Linked DNA regions of Hordeum vulgare: regions 1 and 2 are each linked to region 3. The links are chromatin contacts, called in public Hi-C maps. All regions are on one chromosome and are shown on one strand. Each heading gives the region's core, a stretch centred on a gene start, on an enhancer-like site or on the middle of the called end of the contact. The rest is flanking DNA. Distances are from core to core; before and after follow the strand shown. Region 1 holds the start of LOC123425652 (HVA22-like protein k). Region 2 holds the start of LOC123425662. Region 3 holds the start of LOC123425658 (exocyst complex component EXO84C).

Region 1 (4,843 bases), core at 173-2,672, 630 kb after region 3:
GATCGTCCATGAGGGAGATTACCCTTAAAGTTTGCATTTATTATCCACCATGCCACCGGTAAGTAATAGAAAACGTTTCAGAAAGCAAATAAATCTTGGACTGGGCCAGCCCATGTAAAAACCTTCTATATTACGCTCTGCACGCTGGGAGAATATCCAGCACACCGTATGGGCCGGCCCATGCACAGGCGCCTGCTTTTAGTTCCGTTTATTTATTTATTTTCAGTTCCGTTTATTTTATTTTATTTTAAATAATTTAAAACTTCAAGTAATCTTTAAAAATTTAATAAACTGAAAATTATAAATCAACGTATTTCAAAAAATAAAATGTTTGTGACTTCAAAAACTGCTCGGAGTTTTGTAAAAAATTATCGCATATACAATAAAATGTCTGTACAATAAGAAAAGTCCATGATTTGAAATACAATTCCATGTATTAAAAATTATTAAAGGCATTTAACAAAATGCTTTCTAATTCAACATATGTTAATGCATTTAAAAAATGTCCTAAAATTTTAAAAATAGCTAATGTCTGTTTTGATAGTTTTTTTTATTTAAAATTTTCCGTTCCATTTTTGTTTATTTCTAATTTAAACAATTTAGAATTACAAAAACTTTAGCATATTAAAAAGAGGAATTTTGAATTAAATGCTGACGAAACGAAAACATAAAATGTTTGTGGATTCAAAAAAAGCGCGGGATTTTTATATATTTTTTTCAAATTCCAAAACAATGTCCATAAATTTAATAAATATATTACTGATTTATAAAAATGTTTGTTTATTCAAAAAAACTTCATGCGTTTTAAAAAATGTTTGTGAATTTAAAATAAAATCCTCCAACATAAAAAATTATGTTCGTCTTTTCTTGAACTGGTCGCCAATTCAAAAGAAAATATTTAAACCCGTTCGAAATATAAAAAATATTCACGATTTTTAGTAAATGTTTGTAAATTGTAAAAAATGTTCTCAATTTTAAAATTATTTCCATATTTTTAAAATTCTTCACGAAAGATCTAATGTATGTAGTTAAACATTAATACTTCTAAGTCTTTGTGACAATATACCTATGTAAATTTTAAAGAATTAACTGTTGGATGGATCAAATTATTATTGTATATTTAAAAAAAATATTGAAATTCAGAATAAATCTTTGAGTTACCAAGATTTTTGACAACCATGATATATATTTTTTGAAAATGTAAAGATTGCTTCAACTTGTGAATAAATTTAAAAGAAGAAACATTTTCTTGTATTTGTGCATAAAATTTTAAAATCAGGCGAAGATATATAAATATAATGTGGTCACCATCATTGAAGATTATGTTTTATCTTCCGTGGCAACGCACGGGCCAATTTGCTAGGAGAAAATAACGGGGACTCTCATATAAATCTCGGAGAAGACGGCGTCAAAATCGGAAAAAAGGCCTAGTGCGCTAAACCGTCTCCTACTTTTTTTTGCTCCCGGCTTTCTTGTTGCGGCCGGCGTCGCTTCTCCCGCAGGTTTGTGTGCGCGCCCTCCTCCTCTCGCGCCCGGAGCTCAGATCGCCGCAGATTCCTTGCCCTCCGCGCAGCGGCCTCCCCCCTGGCTCCGCGCGCCGTCTAGGGATCCCGGCTCCTCCTCCGCGGTGACCTATGGCTGCTCTTCTGGCGCCCGCCATCTCCGGCGAGGTACGCGCCTCCGACCCAACCCTGCCTCGTACGGAAACCCTAGATCGCACGAGTCGCGCGAGGAATCTCGCTCCGTGTGCCTCGTAAGGAGGCTGCGTGGTGTTGCTTTTGGCGCGGTTGCGCCTTGTTCGTGTTGGAATTTCGCCCGGTTGGGGAGACGATTGGGTGATGGGCTCGCTCCGAATCATGCAATTGATTTTGCGCCAGGAGGGCGTGTGGGACGGGGAATTATTTCGGTTACTTTTGCTCGATGATCATAGTGCCATTGAACTGCCGAGGCTAAGGTTGCTATTGCCAATCCTAGTCGTTGTATGCTAAATAAATGTACATCGTTATACAGGGCCGGGCCGTCAAAATCTGCGGCCCTGTGCCAAACTCTGACATGAGGCCTTCCTCCTTGATTTTTTTTTTGTAATAGATTTATTTATAGTTCCTTTTATGAGACTGGGTTAAATCATCTATTTATGATTTTTCTTATGTTTTTCTTAATCAGATTTGTATTCTCTAGCTGGATTTTGTAGTGGACATAACTTGGATCTTGAAACACCAACGTCTAGAAAAAATGATGCATATCAAATAGTTAGCAACAAACTATGAGTTGAACTGCTCGCCGACGAGGCGCGATGCACAGAAGTATAAGCGATCAGCCTAGATCGAGGATCGGCGATCTCGTGGAAGAAGATGAAGTATTACAGGATTGGAAAAAGAAAGTGACGTTGAGCTAGCACCTGTCCATCAGGTTCCCCTGATTTGTTGATTTAGAGCGCCTCCTGAATACGGCCGTGTGCCTGCCCTACTCACCAGTTGGATGTTGCAGCAGCAGTGCCTCCTTGCGGTGCGGGCCTTGCCGCTGCCGGCTGTCGGCCATCTGCTGCATCGCCGGCCTGCCGCTGCCAGTCTGCTGCTGCGTCGTTAGGGTTAGAACTAGATCGGGATTCCAGCAGTCGGATGTGATAGGTATTCTCCAGGCCATCGATTAGCGATCAAATAACTAGAGTATGCGTGGGATGCTAATTAACCGGCCTGCTAGCTCTACGTGACTAATGGGCATTGCCAGTCTGCTAGCTAAACTAGGCCTAGTTGCTCGTAAAATGGGCCCCCTGCTACTTGAAGGCCCTGTGCGGGCGCACCGGCCGCACACCCCTGCGCCCGGGCCTGTCGTTATATCTCCATTGAACAGCGAGCTGTAAGGTCAGGCAAGAAGATTTCACTACAGACACTATAATTATTACCCTGCTGTTTGCAATATGGTCAAATTTGATTTGGATTTGATGGATTTTCTAGATTATGACTGGATTCACTGCATAGTCACTATTGACCAAATCAAAGGATGTCGGTGTGCCAGTGTTCGATTCAGCATAAAATAGCCGTACTTTGGTGTTCTTGTGGTTCGTTTCTCATGATCCAAGTGGTTGAATTGAAACAGAATGGTAGTGTTTGCAATGGCTCTAAGTGTTGCATTTAGATTTTTGAGTTTCAGATAGTTATGCTGATACACTGGCTTCTGGCTGAGCCATTGATTGCAATTGTATCTTGTCTTATTGTCTGATAACTTGTCTAAACTCGTAAGCATCCTGTATGGATTCTCACTTCGTCTTGGATACAATTGTTACTTGCAAGTGAAAGTTATGCTTTGTGCTGAAATCCTGAGACTGCATTTCATCTCGTAGGTCGGTTTGCGGCTTTTACTGGCACCACTAAGCTCAAATGTTGTCGTTCGCACAGCCAGGTATACTTGTAACGTTCTAAATTAATTGGCATGGTTTTCATCTGGATGTTTATTTCATGTCGTGCTTTTGTAAGTTGATTGTTTCTTTGGCTGGTTCGTTTTATTAAGGTATTTGCTTATTGAGCTTTTTAGGCGCATTGGGCGTGTTAGTGAAATAGTTGTAGTATCATTTGGCGATCATCACCTTTTTTAGTTTTTATCTTGCTACATGCTGTCAGTTGCAATCACCAACAAGTATTTTGTTCATATTAGCAACAGCTAATTATTTGGTCTATGCTGAAAGCAAGTGTCACATCTCATATGCATGTGCACATCTCTTAAATTTTAGCTACATGAGACAAGCATAATCTGTATTATCAAAGTGACAAGATGCTAATGTGTAGTTAGATGATTGTCTAGCAGTATGCAACTTATACTTATTGTGGCAACCGTGTTAATAGATGAGCTATTGTTTTTGTTGTGGAAGAAATTCATTATATGATCCTCACTCTGTGCTGGTACAGTTGTGCAGTGGGCATCGGTCTGCCTGTATACTCCACTTACAGGGCTATTGAAAAGAAAGATCAAGATGAGAAAGAACGGCTGCTCCTTTATTGGGCAGGTATATAATAAATGAATTTGTAGTAATATTTCATTTCTACTGTGAAGCAATTTCTTTCAATGGGCATTTTTTGAGTCACATTGATGTATTTAGTTATTATGCTAAATGAAAGTGAACTTACCTTTCTAAATTTTCCATATGGTTATCTATACTCTTCAAATAAAAAAAATCTAGGCACAGTTGCTTCAGTGATGTAATTATATCACGAGATTTGTATGTACATTTATAAACAACAGGAAACAAACAATAAAGTTCACTTTACATGGATACAAATGGACAATTCCAAAAGCACATGTATCTTCACTCTGTTTTTGTTTAATTTCATGCCCAGGATTTTCTAGATCTGTTGTTGCTTGTAACATTGAATATCCAATCATTTTGCAGCATATGGATCTTTTAGCATTGTGGAATCCTTTGCTGATAAGCTTGTTTCAAGGTATGAACAGTATTTGTCAAGGTCGAAGAGTACTTTCTCATTATTTGTAGCATTGATATGAATTGTAATGACACTGCAACGTGGCGTCTTTGTAACCCTTTGTAGCTGCCCCTTGAATTTTGGTATCAGATCCCATGTAGGCATCTTTAAATGCAAATATGCATGCTGAATACTGAATATGTCCTATATATGGAAGTAGTACGTCCTTATAGTTATAGGACCAATTGATATATGCAACCAAATTATTTCAAATTCGTACTACAATGTATTTGTGAATTGCCCACAAAAAGAACCACAGAATGCTTTTATTCATCTACCATAAGTATTTCAGTAGCATCAGTTTGTTGAACATATCCTGTATTTCTGGATTGTGATTATTTTTGGCCCTCATCCTGTTATTACTGGTA
Region 2 (4,960 bases), core at 1,003-3,502, 950 kb before region 3:
CGGTAGTAAAAGGTGAAGGTCTGAGAGGGCTTGAAGAGTGCTCGATTGTAATGTATTTAAATGTATGTTGTATTGTGTGATGAACTTTGTTGTATTGCGTTTTGAATTTTGTTATATTGTTTGATGAACAATTTGTGTTGCATTTGATGTTGTGGACTTGATGGATTATCTAGTAAGTTGATTGTAGATTTGATGAAATTGTTGTTATGTTTGTTTTGGATTAATTTGAGATTCATTTAGTTTCATTTGTATGCAATTGTTGAAAAAAGATGTGATGCGGCTGTCTTATTTTAAAGCGGTTGTTGGAGCAATAATGCCCTATTATAAAGTTCGTGAGAATTTTGGGTGTCATAAAAACCATTTTTTATATTTTTCATGCCCTATATAATATAATAGAGCAACTATTGAAGATGCTATGAGGTGAGTTCGATATTACTTGTTAATTTATATGCAATTTCAATGTTTAATTTTACATTTTTTGTTGGAGCAACGATGTCATTTTAAAACCCATCTCCGGACACCCTAAAACTGTTTTTCAATGCCCTATTTTAGGGCACTTGTTTGAGCTCTTAAAGCTGAAAATGCAAGCTCTCATTGTTTATGCCACCACAAAATTCTTCCTCTAGACTTGTGTGTCAAAAGTTGCCAAGCAAGCTGTCAAGGGACCAAGATGAATGTGTGCATCGAAAGCGAGCTTATTAGAGCATCTCTAGTAGAACCCTCAAACCCTTAATCTAAAACCAGTTTTAAGGGTTGAGAATTGGCCATTTTTAACACTTTTAAGGGTTGAAAAACAGGGGTAAAGACTAGAACCCTCAAACCCAACCCTTATAATGGAATATTCTGTTATAAGGGTTGGGTTTGAGGGTTCTAGTCTTTGCCCCAACCCCAACCCTTAAAACTGTCATTTCATGTATCACACATTTCATCACATTTCATCATATGACATATCACAAATTCAATCACATTTGACATAAAATAATAATCATTCTAGTTATTATTACACCACCGAATAAAACAATAATCATTCAAATTATTACAACAATGTTTGAGCAAATTACAACAATTGTTCGAATCAAATAGGACATAGAAAAGTAAAACAAAGATACATCATAATTCATGAGTAAAACATTTGACAATGGAGATAAAATGTAAAGTGAAATAATAGCAACTTTGGAAGATCATGACAATCTGAAGCAAAATACAAGGTAAGCATATCATGAAAATCTGAAACCAAATTATTCACATGCTAACTTATTTCTTAGCAGCAATCTGAAGAAAAATACAAGGTAAGCATATCATGCAAAGTCTATTTACTAGCCTCTATTTGTAACTGATTTCTTAGCAGCAAAATCTGCCATGAAATCTGTTATGAAACCTGAAACCTGAAATCATGGAACCTGAAGCAAAATCGGTATCAATTGCACAGGGCAAAACCTGAAACAACTAATTGCACAGGGCATGTATCAATTGCATAGGGCAAAATTTGCCATAAAACCTAAAACCTGAAACCATGAAACCTGAAGCAAAATCTGTTATGACTTGCCTGAAAAAAATTCAGTTGGGTAGAAACTCACATACACAGGGCATGTATTAATTGCCTCTCTGCCAATAATTCTGTTCTACTTATCTAGCAAAACCAGGAAGAGTATGTACACTGGAGCTCGCGAGGGCACCATGGTAGAAGTGTGGAGGTGGAGAAGGATTGGAACATGAACTCATCTGGGCGCCGGGGAACTGCTGCAGCGGCGAGGTGATGGCTCAGGCCGGGGCGGGGCGCGGCGGCGGGCAGGGCAGGCGAGGCGGGCGAGGCGGCGGGCGGGGCAGGCGCGGCGGCGGGCGGGGGCGCGGCGGCGGGAGGAGGCGGCGGGAGGAGCTCGGGAGGCGGGGGGAATTCCCTCCCGCGCGATCTGGGAAGAGGAGTGCGGGTTGGGGGGAGTTTTTCCTTCCAACCCTCACTTCTACAGGTTGGGAAGGCGTTTGAGGGTTGGACCTCTATTTTTTTTTACGGGTTTAAGGGTTTAAGAGTACTAGTTTACGCCGTTTTTTCGACGAAAACTGTAAAAAACGGTTATTTTTTAAGGTTTGAGGGTTTGAGGGCTCTAGTAGAGATGCTCTTACCCTGTTCATACGGTCAGCTCCCTGTCCAAAGAGGATTAGTTGGTAGCCAAAGGTTGGTGAGGCCACGCGACTGTGACAGTCCGACTAGCTAGAGTCACCGGGCATGGTTTAAACACGAAGAAAACGCAGCTACAGGCGCGCGCAGCGGAGCCTTGCGGTTGCAGGGGAAGAGAGGGGAGAGGGTCCCTCCTACCGCGACATGCTGCCGCGCTCCCACTCGCACCCGGCGCGGCGTCGCTCCGGCCTCGGCCCGCAGCTTTGCGCCGTCGCCGCGGCGCTGCTCCTGCTCCTCTCCCTCGCCGTCCTCCACTCTCGCCTCTCCTCCTCCTCGCCCTTCCCTCTCTCCTCCTCGTCCCGTTCCTCCGCCACCGACTCCGCCGCCACCAACTCCACCGCTCTCCTCGCGGACGACGACGACGACCCTGTGGCCGGTGCCCTTGACCCCGACCTCACCCTCGCCGCCGTGACCACCGCTGCCGCCACCGAGGGCGCCGCGGCTACCAACCCCGACGACGACCGCATCGACGAGCTCGACGTGCTCGACGAGGACGACTCCTCCGCCGTCACCGACGCGGCCGAGGACGTGCCCGCCTCCGCCACCGCCGCGTCCTTCCTCTGGGACCACGCCGCCGGCGTCGCCCGCCTCCCCTTCCGCCTCCCCCCCGCTGGCGACACCCTGCCCGCGGGGTTCCCTCACTTGGACTCCCCGCGCCAGATCGCCGCCGCCGCCTTTGGATCCGACGACGAGCCTGTGGATCTGGAGCTGCGGGTCGAGATCTCGTCCATCAGCGGCATCGAGGACGCGCTGCTCCTCAAGCCCGCCTCCGGCCGTAGCGAGACGCGGCTCCGCTCCGGTTGGGCGCGGTGGCTGGAGGGGAAGGCAGACTACCTCCGGCGCGATCGGATGCTCAGGTCCAACTTGGAGCTCCTCAATCCTCGCAACCACCCTCTGCTCCAGGACCCGGACAGTCCTGGTCTCACGTCACTCACCCGTGGCGACCGCATGGTGCAGCGGATGCTCATCTCAGAAATTGAGAAAGACTCATCCAAGAATTTTGCCCGGCGGAGCCTCAAGTCGTCCGACAATGAGCATGGAATAGGAGCCATTCTGAAGGAGGAGCCGGAACAAGTTAGGAGGTGGGGACACTTTCTAGGAATTGATCCACATTTGGGGTTCTCGGAGTTCATGGAAAGGTTCTTTGAGCATGGGAAGTGCTCCATGAGGGTGTTCATGGTATGGAACAGCCCTCAGTGGGCGTACGGTGTTCGGCACCAGCGTGGGCTCGAGAGCTTGCTCCAGCAGCATCCTGATGCCTGTGTGGTCGTGCTGTCGGAGACGCTGGAGCTCGAGACCTTCCATGAGTTTGTGAAGGAAGGGTATGTTTCATAACCTGCTCATTCACTGATGCTTCTTTAGATTTAATTTGCGAGTGACAGCTGAAATCGCACAACTCTTTAGTGTTCGTAATAATTACTGTTTGATTAATGAGATTAGCTAACTGTGAATAATAAACCACAGAAAGATAATACTTCCAACATAAAAGCATGAAGTAACTAGAATTTGAACCACTTGGTACCACACGGTATTTTTCCTTCTTTGTACCAGTATATTTACCAGCTGTTTGAGGAAATGTGTCACTTCTGAGGAACGAACACCATGTTTAGGAACTATTGCTGGCATAAATGTACATGTACTGAGTAGAAACTCTTATTGAAGGGAATTGAAATCTCTAGTCTCTGCCATTGCATTTCTAATCCCACCCTTCACATGGTCATTCTCTTCTCCAGCCCTTGGATTAAAAGTGACTTATGTCTATTTAGTAATCCCACCCTTCACATGGTCATTCTCTTCTCCGACCCTTGGATTAAAAGTGGCTTATGTCTATTCAGTAATCCCCACCCTTCACATGATCATTCTCTTCTCTAACCCTTGGATTATAAGTGGCTTATTTCTGTTCAGTAATGCAATCACATCTGTGCAGAATATTGTCTTCGCTGTTACTTCTTAGCATATAAAAGCTTATTGTGTACTTTTCCTCCCAGATTACTCCTTACTAACTGGAGAATAAATTACTAGTTGAACCCCAAGCCGTCCAGTAAAGTATTCAAGAGTAGGATAACGGTACTTGTGCTTGCATTTGCATATTTGGTTAGCGCCACATAAGATTCTAACTTAGTGTTTAAAGTATTATACTCTTTTTATCTATACTATTAACATCCGCTGGATTAGTTGTACAAGCATAAAAACATGCCCTCACCTCTTAGATTACTGCTCCCCAGCTCTGTTAGCACTGGCACATCAAGTGGTATCTCAGCTAACTATGGGTGGATGATACAGATCAGACCTAGTCTGAATTGATTGACTTTCTTAGATATCACAAATGATGCACCTTGAGGTACCTTAACCTTTGCTATTTGCTATCCAACGTACTTGTTTGCTCCAACTTTGCTTTTCTTTCTAGATTTATCCACTTCAAAAGGTAATTTGATGGTTGTAATCTGCATATTAGGCAGCAAGATCCATTCTTTAGTAGTCCGTAAATACGTAATTGATGGTCTGGAATCCCAAGGAACATTCTGTAAAGAGCAACGCACAATTAATGTGCGCCTGTTCTTTCTGGAGTTTGTGCCGCAGTATTATGTAAAATATACACCATATCACGAATTCTAATGATTTACCAAGAGAAGGTGGTTTTTACTGATGGAATGTATCACATATGTACAACTGAATACCCACCCATAAAGTAAGTAGCATAAGTATTGGATCATCTTAAATTATCTACCATCTGAAGTTTTCTACCGTTTATTTCAGTGGCTGCATTGTTTGTAAGGCGTCCTG
Region 3 (4,524 bases), core at 1,257-3,756:
GATCCTTCTTGAGGAGCGAGAAGCAGAATATCATCAGTCCTTGCTGAATCAATAATCTTTCTTCTTACCCTTCTAAAATTCAGTTCAAGCACTTCTTCGATATGAGGTCGCAATAGTAGCATAAGTAACTTTGAGAATTTCAACCCATGTGATTCTAGACAAGAGCAGTGAGCAAGACTAGTTTGTACGCATATGCAGGCAGAACGAAATGCAGAAACACTCTCAGGCAAAGGAGAATTTTCTTTAACCAAACGTGCAAAAGCTTCTATTTCAGATTCGGACCATTGGATAATCCGGTTCATATTCATGGGGCTATCTCCAAATAGTGTACTAGATTCTTTCAACACCTTTGAGATAACTGAGAAAACAAGTTGCGACAAGGTTGCAGAGTAAGTTTCTGTGTAGACTGAACAGGTGGGAAGAAATGCCTCAACATCTCTGTGAAGACGTGAACCGTAGGTTTTTAGAAGTACTTGATGGGCTACAGGGCCTTTACCAATCTTAATTAAACCAGACAAAGATTTTCTTAGTTCAGTAATAGATAAAGATGGCTGTTCTGAATACCTAACAAGCTGATCCTCAAGAATTGATTTCCTTTTAAGCAGTGCTGTCTTATAGGCAGAAAGCTCTGCATCTGATTCTTTGCCTGAATCGTCTGTAACCATATATTTCTTCTCTTCAGTTTCCAGGGCAAGCAGTGCCTTTTCTAGTTTGTGCTCTGCAAGCAAAATGTCTATTTCGTCCAGAAAAATAAGCTTAGGGTCTTGAGTATCAACACACAAAATTTCATTAAGTTCACACTGAAAATCCTTTTCCACCGCATGCTCTTCCTTACTATACTTTTGCCACATTTCAAGTTCCCGGCACACACCACTCATCAGATCTTGTACAAGCATCCCCTGGGCAGATACATGCTTCTGCAGCTCAATTAACTCTTGCTCTGCCTCAACAACCTCCTCGGATATTCTGCACGAATAAATAAAAATGTTTGGCAATAAATGTAAGGAATTGTGCAGAATAGAAACACAAGACAGTATATAGTTCATAGTCAAATTTCTACTGACTGAATGAAGTTGAATGGTGCATCAGGTAGAGTATTGATGCACTTAGACAAAAGTTAGGTTACCATCCATTCACAGTCAAGGTGGTTTCAAGTTACCCAACATTCAACATAATCTGCACTGGAAAGAATATATAGTGCTTATGTACTCGTAGTGGATGTTCTTTTATAAATATCCAAGTCACTGCAATGGCACACACACGCCAATACTTTTCTAATTCTTAGGGATACATATTTTTTAACAGCTATGTATGACTTCAGTGGAAGTGTCAAGTCTCAAGTGTGTAAGGACCAGCTGCAAGAGTTTGGCCTTTTGGCACACAGCAGCAACCTACATGTTTCAATGAGGTGACCAAATAGTCTTAGTTGCAAGTCCTAGTCTAGGCAGGTACAACTACTAGACTATCAAACCGTGTAGATCCAATGGCCAACAAGATAAAACTCAGAACAGCAGAAACTATAAACAACAATATAAAGGGCATCAGTCACAGTCACAGAGACGTTTTTTCCAATCCAGAACGGAATGGAACTCCTAGTGTTACCTGAGGAAAGCATGGTATTTCGACTGCATATTCCCGCACAGGTTTTCGATGGCATCCTTCAGCTCCAGCAGCTCGGAGCAGATCTTCCTGATACCCTGTTAAACACAACAGCGTTACTCACCGAGTACAGTCACCACACTGATGAGATGGTTCGGGCAACCACCAGAGTCCCCACCGGCTTCAACAGACAGATGCAGGCAGATCAGCAGTCTCATTCAATTTCGTTGCAGTAAGGCCAAGCTAGCTTACGGTGTACTTGTATTTGTGCTGTGATGGGGCCCCAGTTGAACTGACTGTTCCACAGAACAGCGCATATTGAATAATCAAAGATTCGAAGATCAGATTTTAGTAGTTACCAATCCCCCAAGAGACAAAGGGCTCGGTAACTGAACGCTGCATAGGTAATTTTCTCTAAGCGACTGCCCCCTGCAACACGCCGCCACGGGCATGCCCGCTCTAGATCCAAAATCGCAATCTAGCTTAAAAGCACGAGCAGCCAGGAGCAGAAGCAAGAAGTAGCCAAGAAAAGAACCCCAACAATGCGCGGATGGAGGAGTGTTAGGGGAAGACGGCGGCGACACGGGGAGAAATCTAGGAAGGGAAAGGGGGCGGGGGAGGGGAGGGAGGCCACCTTCTCCGTCTGGGACTGGTAGGCGGCGCGGATGGAGGACTGAGGGGTGATCCACTCGTGGCCGGGGAAGTCGTCCTCCAGCTCCTCCTCGCTGCTGCTCTCCATCGCCGGCCTCCCCATGGCCGCCGAGCCTCCTTGGGCGCTGGCCCGAAATCGAAAGCCTGTTGGAGTTTGCGGGCGTGCGGTGAGCAAGCGGCAGGGGAGACGAGAGAAAGGGAGATAAGAGGGGTGGAGCCGTGGGAGTGGAGCGGAGTGCCGTTATGGGGGGCGGTCAGTCACCCACCGGCAGCGACCGGAGGGCTACCATGGGCGTCACCGGGTTTTCCCCCTTCTCTTTTTGCCCATTCTACGGTGCAGGTGGGAGCCGTCGGCTTGGGCCTCGGCAGGGCCCCCCTGTTTCGTTTTAAGTTTTCCTTCTTTTGGTTATTTTTGTGTTTCCTTTTCTGGTTTTCTTCTTTAAAAATGTTCACAAATTTGACAAGTGGTCCCGGATTTCAAAAATTATTGATGAATTTGAAAAAAAATATCAAGAATATGAAATCATGGTCCGAATTTTAAAAAATGTCCATGGTTTTTTTTTTAAATCCGGACTTCATAAATTGTCCCTGAATTTGCAAAATGTTCACAATGTGGAGAAATGGTCCTGCACTACGAAAAATGTTCTCAATTTCCAAAAGTGTTTGAGAAATGATCTCAAATTTCAAAATTTGTTCATGAATTTCCCGAATTACAAAAAAGTTCATGAATTTGTTAAAAAACCTCCGAATTCCAAAAAATATTTACTTACTTCAAAATTGTTAGCATATTTCAAAAAACAGAAAATAAAAGGGGAAATGAAAAGGCTGACAAAAGAAAACACACAGAGAGAAAATATTTGTAGAACCTTCCAAAATCGTGGGAGAAAGACACACAAAAAAGTGTATATGGGTTGGCCCATATGTTATGTGTGCTCATTTATTGCACATTTTATGCATGTGATTCCTGTGGCGGGGTGCTGCAAAGCGGTGGAGTCCTTGCATATGGTGGAGGCAGGGCAAGGCGTGGCCTCCAATATGGGTGAAACCATGGGGTTGCTGAAGGCAGGTAGTCCACCAAAGGGGTGAATCATGCTTGGTACGATGGTCCTCTCACGAGGGCCTACTCTCAAGATGTCGCACATTTCAAATGGAGTGGTTGGGGCAACAATTCTACGATTGGATGCTCCCGCGATTTTGTCGGTGATGAATGTCCTAGCCGCGGACCGAGCCCAATGATGACGGTCTAGGGTCTACTAAACCTCGGATGGAGTTCATGTCGATATCCCGAGTATTGATGGGTGCTCGCCAAGCAGAGGAGAGCGAGCAAGGGTCATGTAACACTCGTGTAATGGAGGGGCGGGGCTCAGCTCGCCATATTGAGAAATGACGGTGCTAAAATCAACGGATCTCGGGGTAGGGGGGTCCCGAGTCGTTGATCTTGGATATATGGTAACATCACAAAGGGGGTCACGATATTTTACCCAAGTGCGGGCCCTCTCTAAGAGGTAAAACCCTACGTCTTGCTTGTATTGTATTAACTGTGGATGGGGTACAAAGTACAGGAGGATTTACCTCGAGGTTGTATGATTGTGTTCTAGTCTAAAATTCTTGCCTCAACAAACTAAAGCCCACGGCTTATATAGGCACCGAGGGTATCTAGAGTTACAAGTATGTCAGTTACAACTAGGGATAGCATGTTGATCATTCAAATACGCCTTGAAGTGTACGCCAAGTTGTAGGATCACAAGTAGATCTAGAGGGGGTGATCAGACTAGTTCACCAAATAAAAACTTAACATTTTTCTTTTTTTAGTTGTAGGAAAGTTTTAGTGAAATTTTGAGAAATGATCTCAAATTTCAAAAATTGTTTATGAATTTCCTCGATTACAAAAAAGTTCATGAATTTCTGAAAAATCCTCCGAATTTCAAAAATTATTTACTTACTTCAAAATTGTTAGAGTATTTCAAAAAACAGAAAAGAAAAAGGGAAATGAAAAGGCTGACAAAAGAAAACATAGAGAAAAAAATATTTTTAGAACCTTCCAAAATCGTGGGAGAAAGACACACAAAAAGTGTATATGGGTTGGCCCATATGTTATGTGTGCTCCTTTATTGCACATTTTATGCATGTGATTCCTGTGGCGGGGTGCTGCAAAGCGGTGGCGTCCTTGCATATGGTGGAGGCAGGGCAAGGTGTGGCCTCCAATATGGGTGAAACCATGGGGTTGCTGAAGGCGGGAAGGCCACCAAAGGGGTGAATCATGCATGGTACGAT

What was found. Hi-C and Micro-C count contacts between places; a contact is called where the count stands out from the background.
Region 1: a Hi-C map of seedling shows a contact between it and region 3, with 6 times the contacts expected there. The contact joins the promoter of LOC123425652 here to the promoter of LOC123425658 in region 3. A contact is called at or near these places in 2 of 6 Hi-C or Micro-C datasets (leaf and seedling) and 1 of 1 datasets of contacts at active chromatin or transcription factors (embryo).
Region 2: a contact with region 3 is called in a Hi-C map of leaf, with 4 times the contacts expected there. The contact joins the promoter of LOC123425662 here to the promoter of LOC123425658 in region 3. A contact is called at or near these places in 2 of 6 Hi-C or Micro-C datasets (leaf and seedling).

The regions. Positions count from the first base shown.
Region 1 is chr2H:158,344,920-158,349,762 of MorexV3_pseudomolecules_assembly, reverse strand. It overlaps LOC123425652 (HVA22-like protein k), which reads left to right and starts at 1,422. Exons shown (of 8, transcript XM_045109351.1): 1 at 1,422-1,670; 2 at 3,341-3,399; 3 at 3,903-4,000; 4 at 4,385-4,436. The coding sequence starts at 1,635.
Region 2 is chr2H:159,920,682-159,925,641 of MorexV3_pseudomolecules_assembly, reverse strand. It overlaps LOC123425662, which reads left to right and starts at 2,252. Exons shown (of 5, transcript XM_045109365.1): 1 at 2,252-3,498. The coding sequence starts at 2,321.
Region 3 is chr2H:158,974,699-158,979,222 of MorexV3_pseudomolecules_assembly, reverse strand. LOC123425658 (exocyst complex component EXO84C) reads right to left here and starts at 2,506. Exons shown (of 7, transcript XM_045109359.1): 1 at 2,234-2,506; 2 at 1,603-1,697; 3 at 1-966. The coding sequence starts at 2,353.